2 separate regions of the Ovis aries genome follow, and region 2 is linked to region 1. A link is a contact called in public Hi-C data. All regions are on one chromosome and are shown on one strand. Each heading gives the region's core, a stretch centred on a gene start, on an enhancer-like site or on the middle of the called end of the contact. The rest is flanking DNA. Distances are from core to core; before and after follow the strand shown. Region 1 overlaps MUL1 (mitochondrial E3 ubiquitin protein ligase 1). Region 2 has its middle 20 kb from the start of PLA2G2C.

Region 1 (6,926 bases), core at 3,163-5,662:
GCCTGTCAAGTGTCCAGGGTCACTAAAGTCACGTGCACAGCACTTTCTTTTCTCCCTTCCCTGGCTCTGAGCATCCATGCCCTCATTGCCCTTCGTGCAGGGGAAGGGGGTGTGCTCTCGGGGGCTGACACCAGCTGTATGCAGTGTCCAGTGTGGACAGCGCTAATAAAACTCCTTCTCACCGAGTGTGAGCATGTTGCTGTGAACGGGTTCGGTGGCTAGGCTGACGCTTCCCTGGGGGGATGGCGTCCGGTCTCAATAGGATGAATTGGAGACCTTGGCTGCAAGGTGGTCTGGGCCTCCCCATGGTGGGGGCAGCTTGGTGACGCTAAAAGAGGAGGGCTGAGTGGGGAGCCTTGGCAGCCCGGAGACTGCGTGCAGGTCATGCCCGGCCTTGCCCAGAGCTGTCCCTGAAGAGCGCTGTCCTGACATCCTGAACGCAGGCTGTGAGGTTTCACCTGTGGTGAGAGTGGGACAGGTGGGCACTGGCAGATGTACGCGGTGCTCCTTCCGACCTGAATTTCAAGGTGAGTTAATTCTCACAAGGCCCTGCGGGCTCGCACGGCATCTCATCCTACAAGCAAAGAAGCCAGTCCCGAGGGGGCATGTTCCCTGGGTCAAAAGCATACAACTCGTGAGGCGGGTGGTCTACATTGAAACTCCAAGCTGTTCAGGCTCCTGACCCTCCTGCTCACCAGCGGTGGGGCAGTTCCCTTGGTGCTCGTAAGGACGCCCCACAAGATGATGTTCCCTGTGTTAGTGGAGGAGACCATGCTCTCGGGGAGGAGGCCCATTGGTGACAGCCCACATGCCCAGTGAGTCCTGGCCGGGGAGGTGTTACGGCCCTGGCTTTATATAGATGCGTTGGGCTGGGGTGGCAGGATGGGAGGGGGACTGGTGGGGCTGACCTTGGCGCATCTCAAAAGCATCTGCTGTTCTGTGTCCCTTTAGCAGGCGCTTTGAAAGAGAGCCCAGGTTATGAGGATGAGTGAACTGCCGTGTGTAGGGGTGAGTGGGGGAGGAGGGTTTGTGTTAAATCTATGAAGCGCTCAGCCCTCGGCGTGGATTTCATGAGTAAATCTGATCAAGTGAATGAAAAGCAGAGAAGGCAGCCTGCCCTTTTCCCCAGACCGACTCATACCCTGGGCAGACCAATTCTTCTGTCTCGAAGGCTCCTCCAAGGGAGTTAAGGTGCCCATAGTGAGAGGCACAGGAGCAGCCTCTAGGTGACAGCTGATTGGGAACATGAGCTCACACGCACCCAGACTCCAGACCTGAGGTCCACGCGAGGTCCTAGCCTGGCTGGGCTGAGACTGCCCCATGCTCTCCGTCACCCACGCAAGTCCCCGCCTTTGGTTTAAGGAGCTCCTTTCCAGCAGGCTTGAAGGGGCTTAGACTGATCTGTGGGATGGAAGCCGGTGAAAGAGTGAACGTGAAGGTCGCTGAGTGGTGTCCGACTCTTTGTGACCCCATGGGCTATACAGTCCATGGAATTCTCCAGGCCAGAATCCTGGAGTGAGTAGACTTTCCCTTCGCCAGGGGATCTTCCCAACCCAGGGATCAAACCCAGGTCTCCTGCATTGCAGCGGATTCTTTACCAGTTGAGCCACCAGGGAAGCCCAAGAATATGGGAGTGGGTAACCTATCCCTTCTCTAGATGATCTTCCTGACCCAGAAATTGAACTGGGCTCTCCTGCATTGCAGGCAGATTCTTTACCAACTGAGCTATCAAGGAAGTCCATGCAAGCTGGTGGTGGGGGACTAACCATGGGATTGTGGTGAATTTCAATTCAACCCTTAGGCTCAGCCACTTGAATCCGCCCCAGACAGCATTCAGCCAGGATGGTCTTGAATAATTGCTCCTGGTGTTTTGAAATTCTTTGCGAGGTACTTGATACGGGTAGATGCTCACAGTCCAACAAAGTGAGCATTGTTCACCCCGTTGTACCAATGAGAACTTCCTGGTGGGGTTACAGTTTACTGATGGCCACACATCATCACCAACCTGGTAGTGTTGGGCTCTCCTGGTATCAGGTGTGTTTTTTAGATTTAGAGTGAACTGGAAGTGGAGGCTATATCACCCCTTTTTGCAGCTTATGTGATTTGCTCAAAGCTATCAAAGTCTGAGCATAAAGCCCTTTCCCTTTAAATCGCATTGAACCTGACAGGCTAAGAAGGAAAACTGTCCAAGAGAGAAGTGAATGTTACGCACAGTGTTTTTGAAGCCTGTTAGCACCCTGAGAATCACCAGTCACCCCTGGTTTTACAGAGAGCAGTTTGAGGCTTATCCTGATGGAGGAGGAGCCAGAAGGCAGGTCCTCGAAATCCTAGTTCATTCAGAATTACGATGGAAAATTCAAACAGCAAGCATCATGACAAACTAGGGTGAACTCTGACACCGTTTGCAACCCTGGTCCTAGCCTGGATGTGGACAGATCTGATGTGGATGAGCACGAAGGGCCTTGGGGCTGCTCAGAGGAAGAGCTCTCAAGTTTTGGTATCCTTGGTGGGCATTTATTCATCCCCCAAACATCAGCTAAATATGTATTCTGTGCCTGGGAATTCAGAAATGAATATGGCGCAGTTTCTGCCCTCAAAGCACTCAGCGTTGTCTTTTAAAGTGGCCTGATTGTTTGAAAATGAATAAGCCCTACAGATGGATGGGTGATGGCTGTTGGAGCATTTTTGGTTCACAGAATGTAGCTGGCAGGGCCTTTGAGATTGGCCTGGTTAGAGCAGATGCCCTGACAGTTCAAAATAAAGCCACCAAGGGTAGGGTATCTTTGCTGAAGGGGAGCCAAGCAGAGAACATCCATCCCACAGAGCTGAGAATGATCTATTAGAAACACCAGTCTGACCACGTGCCTTCTCTGCTTGAGGAGAAGCAGAGCCTGGAAGGTCCCCAGGCTCCCTGTCTCCTCCAGGCTTAAGCTCTGGGTCCTCTAAGGCACATGGAGGTGTGTGAGCCAGCCCCTGGCCGTCCCTCCAGGCCTTTCCCCGTCCGTCTGTCTCTCACCTGTGGCTCCAGCCACACCGAGCCTCTGAGCGTCATTAAGCGCGCTTGCTGTTCCTGCCTCCTGGCCTCTGCTATTGCTGAGTCTTGCCCCTGGCATTCTGGTCCTTTCTTCACCTTGCTGTGTTAGGTGCTTGCTTTCTTCACCTCCTCACCCTTTAAAACTCAGCCTTAGGTTTTCCCTTCAGAAAACCTCCCCTGACCCTCCCCACTTAGGTGGAGTTAGGTGCCCTTCCTCTGAAGTCCATTATCCAGTCCCCTGTTCTTTCTCTGAGCCATCTTGCCCACGCTTGGGCAGGAACTGTGTCTTATTTCTGCTCCAGCACCATTTTTTTAGGCTGTCACTCTACACTAATTAGAGCTCACATTAGGGCTTACTCTTTGCTAAGGGCCTGCAAAGGAATGGACATGATTAATGTCACTTCATCTTCACTGTGAGCTATGTGTTTGTATTATTCTTACTTTAAACAAAAGGAAATCAAGGCTCAGAGAGGTCAAGTGTCTCACTCAAGCACCCAGGAAAGACAGGATTTAAGCCCAGGCACTTTGACTTCAGAACCCCAGCTCTTAACTGCTGAATGTACATGGAATGAATGAGTAAACTGGTGAATGAGATGATGGATGTGGGCCCATAATCCTGGAAAGCTGCCTGTGGGAGTTGGTTTTTGGACCAGAGGTGAGGGTAATGGCCTGATTGTAAAGAACAAGGGCAGGGGCCTCTCAGTGCCTGGAGCTGCAATGCATTACGTGAGAACACCATGTACGATGAGCTGCCCAGAGCTTCCGGGGCTCCACACAGGAGAAGTCGGGCCGGCATCACTGCCTGGTGGCAAATGGTCTGGGCTGGGAGCTGACTTCCTCTCGGGTTCTGTTGCTGTGTGATCTCGATGGAGTGGTGTAACCTCTCTGAGCTTCAGCTGTGTCTGTAAAAGGAGCAGGCTGGATTAGCTCTCCAAGGCTCCATCCAGTTCTGCTATTTGGCCTGTCTGGGACACAGCAAGTGGATGAGCGAGGCTGCAGGGTGACAGTTTCAAAGCCCTTCTCAGGGCTGCTGTCTGAGGCCTGAGGGCCCTCTTCAGCAGAGCTGCCTGCCGCAGCCCCAGGACCACGTTCCCGGAAAGCCGGGGAGATCAGCACATTTTCTCCCTAATTAGAGAGTGATAGCTGATCAATTTTGAATGAGATAAGTTTCCGTGTGCAGTGTCCTGAATTGCTCCCCAGAGTGCTCATTAGTCATTTCGCTCGCAGCTGCTGCCTTATTGTCTTTCAGATGCCAGCCGAGGGACCTGGCATTTCCCTTCTGCAAGCGTGGGTCACATGGGGCCAAGCCAGGGACACTGGCACCGGTCCCAGGAGCTGCCCCGGCCTGGGGGAGGGCCCTCTGCTCTTGACATTTACCCTTTGCTCCCGCCGGAGCCGTGGCCTCACCTTCGGTGACTCAACTCCAGAGTCCTCTTGGATTGGGCTGTGACCCTGGAGGGCCTCAGCTGAAGTCTTATTAAGCACCTAGCGCACCAGACACCTTGTATCTTGAACCTGAATGGTCTCCAGGCTGGAGACAGGGGTACACACCAATATAAATGTCCACATGGCCATAACGTCAGGCCTCCCACCCCCCGACGGCCTTCCCTAGTATTTAAGATGTTTCATCAGATGGGGCTTCATTCGTGTTTGCGGTACGTTGGCGCATAATATGCATTTCTTCCTGCCCTTCGCTGCCCCAGGGCTTGTGATGGGATTCCTCTCTTGCTTTGATTTCCACCATGGCCCCCAGGTGGCGCTGTGCTCCTATGGTTGCGGCTGCCAGCGGCCTTGCAGGCGACGCTGAGGTGGCGCTTCCAAAGGCGGGTTCAAGTTTCCCTTTTCCTGGGGGCTGGAGAAGAGGCCTGAGGACAGAGCCTGAGAAGGACCTGGGGCTGCTGACACCAGACGCAGCTGGGCACAGGCTGGGAAGGGGACGAGCAGGAATGTTCTCTCTAGTTCCTTTGTCTGCCCAACACACCGGGAAGCCGGGTGCAGATGTGAAAATACTGAGAATCCCAGAAAATTCAGGGGGGAAAAAACCCCACATTTCCCTCCCTATAATTTTCCCGGCATTCACATCTTTAAATATACTAACCATGATTTCTTTCAACAAAAAAATAAGACGTGCATAATGCATCACATGTTCTTAAAATACCCAGATGACTTCACACTGGTAAGGGATGCTGAAAAAATTTGCATGGCATAGATTTTGATTTTTCTCCCCAGAAGCTTTTTCTCAGTGGAGAAATCCTGCTTCTCCCAGCCTGGCCTGCTCCCTTGCCATCCTCTCCTCTGTCCTGTCTCTGCCTTCTGCCCTCTTGCCTAGGTATCAAGTTTCTCTGTCTCCTCCTCTGCAAAGAGATAGAACTGTCAGCGACTGTGCTTGACAGGCCCGCCTCTCGTCTACCCTGTTGCCTCTTGTCTTTGAGTGTGTGAACGAGTTTCTTCCTCTTCCCGTGGATCTGTCTTCCTCTCTGGGCTTTTTTAGTCTCTCTGCTTCTGTTGGATTCCATCTGCTTCTGTGAGTCTGTCTCTGTTCGCATCTTTCTCACCTGCACCAGGCACCTCCCCTCCCAGACCCGTCTCTCCTCTTCTGGATGCCCAGGGTCTGGCAGGGCAGGGTAGGGAGGGCCTCTGTGTCCAGGCCCTGGCTTCTCCAGCTGCTGCCCTTCCTCCTACCCAAGGAGTTCCTAGGAAGAGAAAGCCCTTCTCTCCACCCTCGCAGGCCCTGGAGGGCTCCAGGTGGTGGGACTTACCGCGTGGAGCTGACTGCTGGCCAGCTGTCCTGCTAGGTCTCCTCCTAGAGACCCAGTCAGCACCTCACCTGATCCTCAGTATCCCCTTGAGGCTTATCTGGTTACCCCCACTGTACCACTGAGAGGAAATCTGGCTCAGACAGCAAAGTGACCGCTGGAAGGCTGTGCAGGTAAGAAGGGGTGGAGCTGGGGCTGAGCTGCTGATTTCCCCTCATTTCACTTGCTCATCACCAGGTCCAGCGGACAGAGCTCTGAGCTGGTTGTTGGGAGGCCTGGGCTCTCGGCCCAGGCTCTGGTTCCAGCTGGGCAGCTCACCTTCCTCGTTTGGGGCTGACTCCTTCCCACTGTGCAGTGGACCAAGATCCCTGTCTGTCCTGCCGACCTTCCAGATTGTCATGGACACCAAACGACCTTGCATCTGCTGGATGGGGACGTGCCCGAGTAACCGTGTGGGACCCGAGAGGCCAGAGCGGCCTGTGCCCTTGCTGGGAGTCTGGGCTCAGAGGCCACGGTCACACGGTTCTTCCCGGAGCTGACCCCCCACAGGGCTGACCTCCGTGTGCAAGAGGTTTGGACCATAACCTCTATCCCCTCGGTCGGTCGTGGGTGGGACGAAGTGAGACTAGAAGAGGCTTTTCCTGGGTTGCCTGACTCCCAGGTGTCCACAGGGAGGCAGTATCACCCAACGTTTGAGAGGCTGGCCCGGACTCAGACCTGCCGCCTCTCCAGGACCGGGTGTACTGCTTTGGGCTCCTCACTCAACTTCTTGTGTGGTTACTGAGTGTGGATATGTGTTCCCGGGGTGTGGGAAGCTCTTCCCAGAGATGGAGTTGTGGTCAGGGGCCTACCCTTTCTGAACGCAATGGGGTCAGCTCCTCCTTAGTCCCCGTTAGTGGTCATGGTTTACTCAGCTCATCCACTGATGAGGTCAGGGGTTCTTGAGTCAGACTTCAGGCCTCTCAGGAGCCTGGTTAGATATTCAGAGCCCAGGTGCTGAAGCCAGACCACGGATGCCAGCCTCCTGAATCCCCACCGTCTGTCCGCTAGGCTACGGTCATCCCTGGGCTTGTCTGCAACGCTCAGGGTCACGCAGACACGGCCACAGCTCTCCTCCTGGCCTGGGCCTGAGCGAG
Region 2 (7,377 bases), core at 4,824-7,323, 320 kb after region 1:
CCATTGGCGGCAATATGGATGAATCTGAGATTTTATCATACTGAGTGAAGTAAGCCAGACACAGAAAGACAAATATCATGTATCACTTACGTGTGTCACTTACGTGTGCTTAGTCACTCAGTCATATCAGACTGTTTGTGACCCCATGGACTGCAGCCCGCCAGGCTCTCTGTCCATGGGATTCTCCAGGCAAGAATACTGGAGCGGGTTGCCATGCCCTCCTCCAGGGGATCTTCCCAACCCAGGGATCAAAGCCAGGTCTCCTGCATTGCAGGCAGTTTCTTCACCATCTGAGCCACCAGGGAAGCCCAAGAATACTGGAGTGGGTAGCCTATCCCTTCTCCAGGGGAACTTCCCGACCCAGGAATTGAATTGGGGTCTCTTGCTTTGCAGGTGGATTCTTTACCAACTGAGCTACCTGGGAAGCCCTATATTGCTTCTATGTGAGATCTGAAAAAGGGGGATACAAATGAACTTATTTACAAGACAGAAGCAGAGTCACAGCTGTAGAAAACAACCTTATGGTCACCAGGGAACAAGGGAGAGGGAGGGGTAAATTGGGATTGACGTACACTCACTGCTACACATAAAACAGGTAACTAAAGAGCCTGCTGGATAGCACAGGGAGCTCTACTCAGTGCCCTCTAATGGCCTGTATGGGGAGAGAACCCTTTTCTTAGAAAGCGAACATATGCATATGCACACATGTGGCCGGTCCAGTCTGCCGTTCACTGGAGGCTGACAATACATGTGAGCCAGCTGTTTGTTGTCGGTGCTGTTCTCTCTCCGTCATGGCCTGCAGCCCACCAGGCTCCTCCGTCCATGGAATGGCCCAGGCGAGAACACTGGAGTGGGTGGCTGCTTCCTCCTCCAGGGGATCTTCCTGGATCAGGGATCGAACTTCTGTCTGCTGCACTGGCAGGCAGATTCTATACCCCTGAGCCACCAGGGAAGCCCCCCTTTAAAAAAAAAAAAGGCTCTGGGCTGCTATGTGACAGTCAAGCCCGGAGGTGTGGGGTCTCCTGCTGAGGCTGGAGTCTTTGCATCACCCCGTAGCGTGTGGGGTGTCTCCTGATCGCCCGGGTCAGTTCAGCAGTGGGACTCATGAAAGCGTGTGTCTGTGGTCTCGTCCCACCTTATTCGGGAAACTCTTTAGGTTTATTAGTAACTCAGAGGGGCCGTCCCGGCACATTTCTCGATAGGCCAGGGCCACAGAACCCTGGTGGGCGTTTTTCCAGGCAGTTCCCGACTCTGCTTCAATAAGAGCAGAGCGAAACCGGATCCCCTAAGCATCCCAGGTTTCCCAGGGAAGCGACAGTTACCATGTGCTAGGAGCTTCGGAGGCTCTGCTCCCTGGTCCCCCCTCTGCTGCAGTGACGCCGGAGGCTGTTTTCCTCTCTGCCACGCTCTGGCTTCTGACTTACGAGGAAGTGTTGACCAAACCCCAAGACCTTCCCCTTCTCCCCTTCTCAGGCATGGCTCCGGACAATCTCTGGCAAACAGCCCTAGTGAGGCTCTGATCTTCTGCTGGCCTTTTCATTGAAGAACAAAGAACCGTCATCCTCAACTTAGCAACACAAACCTCCATCCCTGAAAAGCACCTGTCAACAGCTAATCCTGAAGCCTCCCTTGAAATGGCGCAGGAGGAAATTTGCCAATACAGTTGTCTGGAATCCTGATTCTGGTTCTCTTTGCCAGCTGAGCTGTCTTCCTGAGAGAATCACACTGGAATCCTGCTTGGACTCATCTCTGAGCAGCTGGACCAGCTGTAGCTCACACCGGCGTCCTCCAACACTGCTCCGTGCAGTAAACTCTCCGACGAGACCATTCACCCCCCAGCCCCTCTCCAGGGGCTTGTTACATAGGGGTGAGATTGTTAGGGGCGAAGCAATTCGTTATGTGCCTGTAGGAATCTAATGTCTTTTTAAAACCAAGAATTGAGAAGTGTAACTAATGGGCACACTGGAAAAGCCGCAGACCACCTCATTAAAGCTCAGAGCCATGGCCCAGGTCGGGCAGAAGCGAAACATTCTCAGGGAAAGGCTACCCCACCCAGCACTGCAGAACGTAAAAGGAAAAGTGCCATAGGTTTTCAGCAGACAGTTTGATAGACAGAAAGCGTTCACCAGGGGCCTTAAAAATAGCCCCGATTTCTGGTGGGATGTGGAGAGGATGAGAGGGGTGTGGAGAGGATGAGAGGGGTGAGGAGGAAGGAAGAGGCTTCTGATGATGTACCCTGGACATCAAAGAGCTGCTAGTTTGGGATTTCTGGGTTCAGATGATTCCAAACTGTTTCCCTCTTCTCGGCAAGGACCCTCCTGTCATGCTGGCGTTCGCTGACTCTTCTGGAGCCACCCCTCTGGGGTTGTCGTGAGGTTGAAAGAGAGACTCTGCACAAAGCTTGCACCTGAGAGCCTGGCACGCTGCCAGTGACTAGGGTGTTTGTTGTCTAGGAGATTCATGACATCCTCATTTAGGGAGGCGATGTGTCCCTCTCTGTGGCCCCTCTCAGGAGGGGCCAGGGAGGGCGGCTGCCCACGGCTCCCGCAGAGGGCCCCAGCCGCCTCAGCCTGGTGTGTCAGGGGCCAGGCTGACTGCAGCGATGGTGCTGGACGAAGCCCAGCCTGCAGGGTGGTGGGCTGCCTGCTGGGGTCTATTTCATGGCAACCTGGCCCTCCTCCGAGCACCCTGGGGGTCCAGGTTGCCCTCAGGCAGCATTGCTGGCCCACCAGCATGGTTAATAGAAAAGAGCCCCCGTTGTCCTCTGTGAAGGGGCTCGTCGACTGCCGGGTGCTGGGAGCCAACCCACTCTATGTGGCAACAGCCTTAGCTCAGGCCTTCCAAGTAGACCTCCCCGTCTCACCCTCCTCCACCCTTCACGCAGCCACCAAGAGGCCTGTCTAGAATCAACTTCTGATTTGAGTCATGAAACACTCTTCTTTGATGTGAAGAGCTGACTCATTGGAAAAGACTCTGATGCTGGGAAAGATCGAAGGCAGGAGGAGAAGAGGATGATAGAGGATGAGATGGCTGGATGGCGTCACCGACGCAATGGACGTGAGTTTGAGTAAACTCCGGGAATTGGTGATGGACAGGGAGGCCTGGCATGCTGTGGTTCATGGGGTCACAAAGAGTCGGACACAACTGAACGACTGAACTGAACTGAACTGAACTGAACGCTCCTCTTTGGGGATTCCTTGGCGGCTCAGCAGTAAAGAATCCGGCTACAATGCAGGAGACATGGTTTAGATCCCTGCGTCAGGGAGACCCCCTGGAGGAGGGCACAGCAACCTCCTCTAGAATTCTCGCCTACAGAACCCCATGGGCGGAGGAGACTGGCGGGCTACGGGAGGAGGGGTAGGGGACAGCCTGCCAGGCAGTGTGGTGAGTTTGGAGCCAGGAAGGGCCTGCCCTGCGTGATGATGAGTGCAGGGGACCCAGGCTGGGGTCACACAGAGTCAGATACGACCGAAGCGACTGAGCATGCCCACATGCACGCTCCTCTCTGAAAACCTCTGCAGGCTCCCCTTTGACCTCCAAGGGTCAAGTGGTCAAGTGCACATGGCTGTCAGGGCCCCTTGACAATCACCCCACATAACATCCCCCAAGAAAGACACAGCCCGGGTCCTCTGCACGCATCATTCACGCAGGGCAGGCCCTTCCTGGCTCCAAACCCATCCCACTGCCTGGCAGGCTGTCCCCTACCCGCTCTTCTCTGCCTGGAACCTCCTGTTTCATCATTTAAAACTCAGCTGCAAGGTGAGCGCCATCTACGTGTCTCCTCTGACATTCTCAAGCAGAAGTTCGTTCCTGGTGGTTCCTTGACCACCAGGAGCCTCCTGCCTGGTGAAGGCCAAGATGTTTCCTGTTATTCAAGGGCCAGCCCCTGCCCCCCAACCCCCAACTTCTGTGCGGGGCTTGGGTATCTCTGAAGAGTGCAGCCTGGCCTTGAGAAACGTCACACACTTTCCGTTTCAGCCTCCTTAGGAGAACTTAGGGTAAACGTTTACCCCAAATATTGTCCTAGGCATGAGAATTGTGTAATGGAAGATTAGAGGATATTAAATGCCATTAAAAGGTCTCATCGTTTCTGAGATAACGACACAGAGAATCACTGGGACCTAGGACCGCAATGTGCTCTGAGCTGCGGTGGCTTCCCGGGTAGCTAAAGAGTGGTTAAAGAACCCGCCTGCCAATGCAGGGAACATAAGAGACACAGGTTCGATCCCTGGGTTAGGAAGATCCCCTGGAGGAGGAAATGGCAACCCACTGCTGTAGTCTTGCCTGGGAAATCCCGTAAACAGAAGGTCTTGGCAGGCTACAGTCCCTGGGGTCACACAGAGCTGGCATGGCTGAGCACACACACACACACACACACACACACACACACACACACACACACACACATACACACTGAACTCCGGCAGGAGTTCTCAACTGGAGGTGGGAGTGAGGGCATCCTGGGCTTTGCTGACACAGACTGGATGCTGCACCCAATCCTCCCACCCCTTTCCCTGCTATGACCTGCCCTAGTCACTGAGTATCAGTCACCCGAGTGCTGGGCAGTCACACCTCCTTTCTGGATCTCCACTTCCCCATCTGTGAAAGGGAGCAGATGACGCTGGCCTCAGAGGAATACCCTGAAGATCAATGAGAATCTGCCTACGAGATTCTTGTACCGTGCTTAGTCGCTCAGTTGTGTTGGGGTCTCTGAGACCCCAACTGTAGCCTGCCAGGCTCCTCTGTTCATGGGGATCCTCCAGGCAAGAATGCTGGAGTGGGTTACCATTCCCTGCTCCAGGGGATCTTCCTGACCCAGGAATCCAACCCGGGTCTCCTGCATTGCAGGCGGATTCTTTACCAGCTGGGCTACCAGGGTTCTCAGCAGACACTAAGAACAAGTGAGCCCCACTCTCCTGCCGCTTCCTCGCGTCAGCTAGAAATTCTCCCTGGTCCCACAGGCGCCCATGGGAGGGAGTCCTCAGTTGTGGCACAAGGAGACGCTGAGGCCAGAGGGTGGGATGCCCTGGGGCGAAGTGCAGCCCCCTCTCCTCTTCTTTCTACAGCTTAGGGAGAAGCTCAGACGCTGCATGGCAAGGGGCTCTGTAGCTCTCACTCATGTCTGTGACCGGGGGTTAGGGGCGGAGGTGGCCCTGGTGTGCCCGCTGACTTCCTCGTGGGGTGTACACCGGTCTGGGATGGGATGAGGCGCTCTTCCAGGAAGTACACCAGGTGGCGCTGTGGAGTAACCAGAGGCCGAGAAGGGCCGGAAGCCCGACCAGGGCGAGATGCTGGGGAGGGCGGGGGGACAGGGAGCCCTTGGAGGCCCACGTGCCATCGGGCACAGGCGCCTTGCACAGGTGCCTCTGACTCATTTGAGCACCAGCCACAGCACTTCTATCTGTGTTCCTTGCAGAGTTGTTGACAAGAGTGGTTGACAGTGTGCCCCGTTCAATTCTAGGTGCTTTGTGTGAATGTGTGTGTTAGCCGTTCAGTCGTGTCTGACTCTTTGTGACCCCATGAACTGTAGCCTGCCAGCCTCCTCTGCCCATGGGATTCTCCAGGCAGGAATACTGGAGTGGGTTGCCGTGCCCTCCTCCGGGGAATCTTCCTGACCCAGGGGTCCAATCCAGGTCTCCTGCATTGCAGGCGGCCTCTTTACCGTCTGAGCCACCAGAGGAGCTTCATGTGTGTTACCTGGCAATTCTCACAACCCTGGGAGCTAAGCACACAAACCACCCCAACGAGAAACACTGGCAGCTGAAGCACAGAGAGGCGAAATGTTGCCCAGGTGACCTGGCCACAGGTGGGAGGCAGAGAGTTGAGCCGGGGTGGCCTGACCTCCTCACACAAAGAACTGACTTTGCTCAACAGCTTAGATACCTTTCAGGTTACCTCCAGTGGCTTGAGGGTAAAGCAGCAGCCCTGGCCTAGAGAAGATACCACAGGAGGCTGAAGATTCCACCGCCTCATGGATGACGGACCTTTAGGTTGCCATTTTCAAGAAGCCCAAACCCAGTGTGCCTGGCATGTGCTCTTGGCCTGTAGGGCTTGCGTTCGCTTCTTCCCAAAATGTTTACCAGCCAGGCAGCGGGTGCCAGGGGTACAAACAGGCAAGTTCCCAGTCCTTGTGAACTTTATACTGGGGTTGGGAAAACAGCTAACAAGCAAATCCATAAATAAGAAAATTTCAGAAAGTAAAAGAAAAAAAAAGAAAAGCAAGTTGGGATCTTCCTGGTGGCCCAGATGGTAAAGAATCTGCCTTCAATGCAGGAGACCCAAGTTCAATCACTTTGCCAACAAAGGTCTGTATAGTCAAAGCTATGGTTTTTCCACTAGTCATGTACAGATCTGAGAGTTGGACCATATGGAAGGATGAGTGCCAAAGAATTGACGCTTTCAGATTGTGGTGCTGGAGGAGACTTTTGAGAATCTCTTGAACAGCAAAGAGATCAAACCTGTCAGTCTTAAAGGAAATCAGTCCTGAATATGCATTGGAAGGGCTGATGCTGAAGCTGAAGATTCAATACTTTGGCCACCTGATGCAAACAGCTGCCTCCTTGGAAAGACTGTGATGCTGGGAAAGATTGAGGGCAGGAGGAGAAGGGGATGACAGAGGATGAGATAGTTGAATGGCAATGGACGTGAAAGTGTGTTAGTCGCTCAGTCGTGCCCAACTCTTTGCGACCCCGTGGACTGCAGCCCGCCAGGCTCCTCTGTCCGTTGGATTTCCCAGACAAGAGTACTGGAGTGGGTTGCCATTTCCTTCTCCAGGGGATCTTCTCAACCCAGGGATCGAACCCAGGTCTCCTGCACTGCAGGTGGATTCTTTACTCTGGGACATGAATTTGAGCACACTTCAGGAGTTGGTGATGGACAGAGCAGCCTGGAGTGCTGCAGTCCACGCGGTCGCAGAGTCAGACATAACTGAGAGACTGAACAACACAGCAGGTTAGTGGGATGGAGATTGAACAGTGGCTGGAGGAGGGGGAGGGGAAATAGAGTGATCAGGTCAGTGCAGTAAGATCGTCCTGCATGAAGTCTGCTCCGCACATTTCCAAGTTCTGTGATCTCCTTCCGGAGGAGGAAAGGTCATCTGACTTGGACAGCACCCTCGTATAACCACCTCTCCTGGCATAACATCAGTTTAGGCACAGGTTAAACAAGAGAAGATTTGTTTTCCAAGTGCCAGAGGTTCTGGAGCTCGGGCAGGCCGTCTGCGCACCTCACTTGCTCACCTGGCCCCAGGTGTAAGTGGTGCAGAAATGCAGGCCCATTTGGGCTGGAGAGCTGGCCGGGTCAGAGGGCTCTGTGGTAGTTGTTGAAGTTGAACCTCAGTTTTGAGCATTTTGCCGGAAGGAGCCTGTTCATGCTTAC

Evidence for each region. A called contact is a pair of places that touch in the nucleus more often than the background predicts.
Region 2: a contact with region 1 is called in a Hi-C map of liver, with 6 times the contacts expected there. The contact joins two enhancer-like sites. A contact is called at or near these places in 9 of 16 Hi-C or Micro-C datasets (blood, hypothalamus, liver and 3 more).

Annotation. Positions count from the first base shown.
Region 1 is chr2:245,850,534-245,857,459 of ARS-UI_Ramb_v3.0, forward strand. It overlaps MUL1 (mitochondrial E3 ubiquitin protein ligase 1), which reads left to right. Exons shown (of 4, transcript XM_004005160.5): 4 at 1-186. Among named protein-coding and RNA genes, the nearest start is that of CAMK2N1, 8.8 kb to the right of the region's middle. Within about 2 kb of position 4,413, at least 8 of the 54 cell types and tissues checked have an H3K27ac peak or open chromatin away from gene starts, as enhancers often do. A contact at or near this core is called in liver, where this site is marked.
Region 2 is chr2:246,166,953-246,174,329 of ARS-UI_Ramb_v3.0, forward strand. No RefSeq gene overlaps it. Among named protein-coding and RNA genes, the nearest start is that of PLA2G2C, 20 kb to the right of the region's middle. Within about 2 kb of position 6,074, at least 7 of the 54 cell types and tissues checked have an H3K27ac peak or open chromatin away from gene starts, as enhancers often do. A contact at or near this core is called in liver, where this site is marked.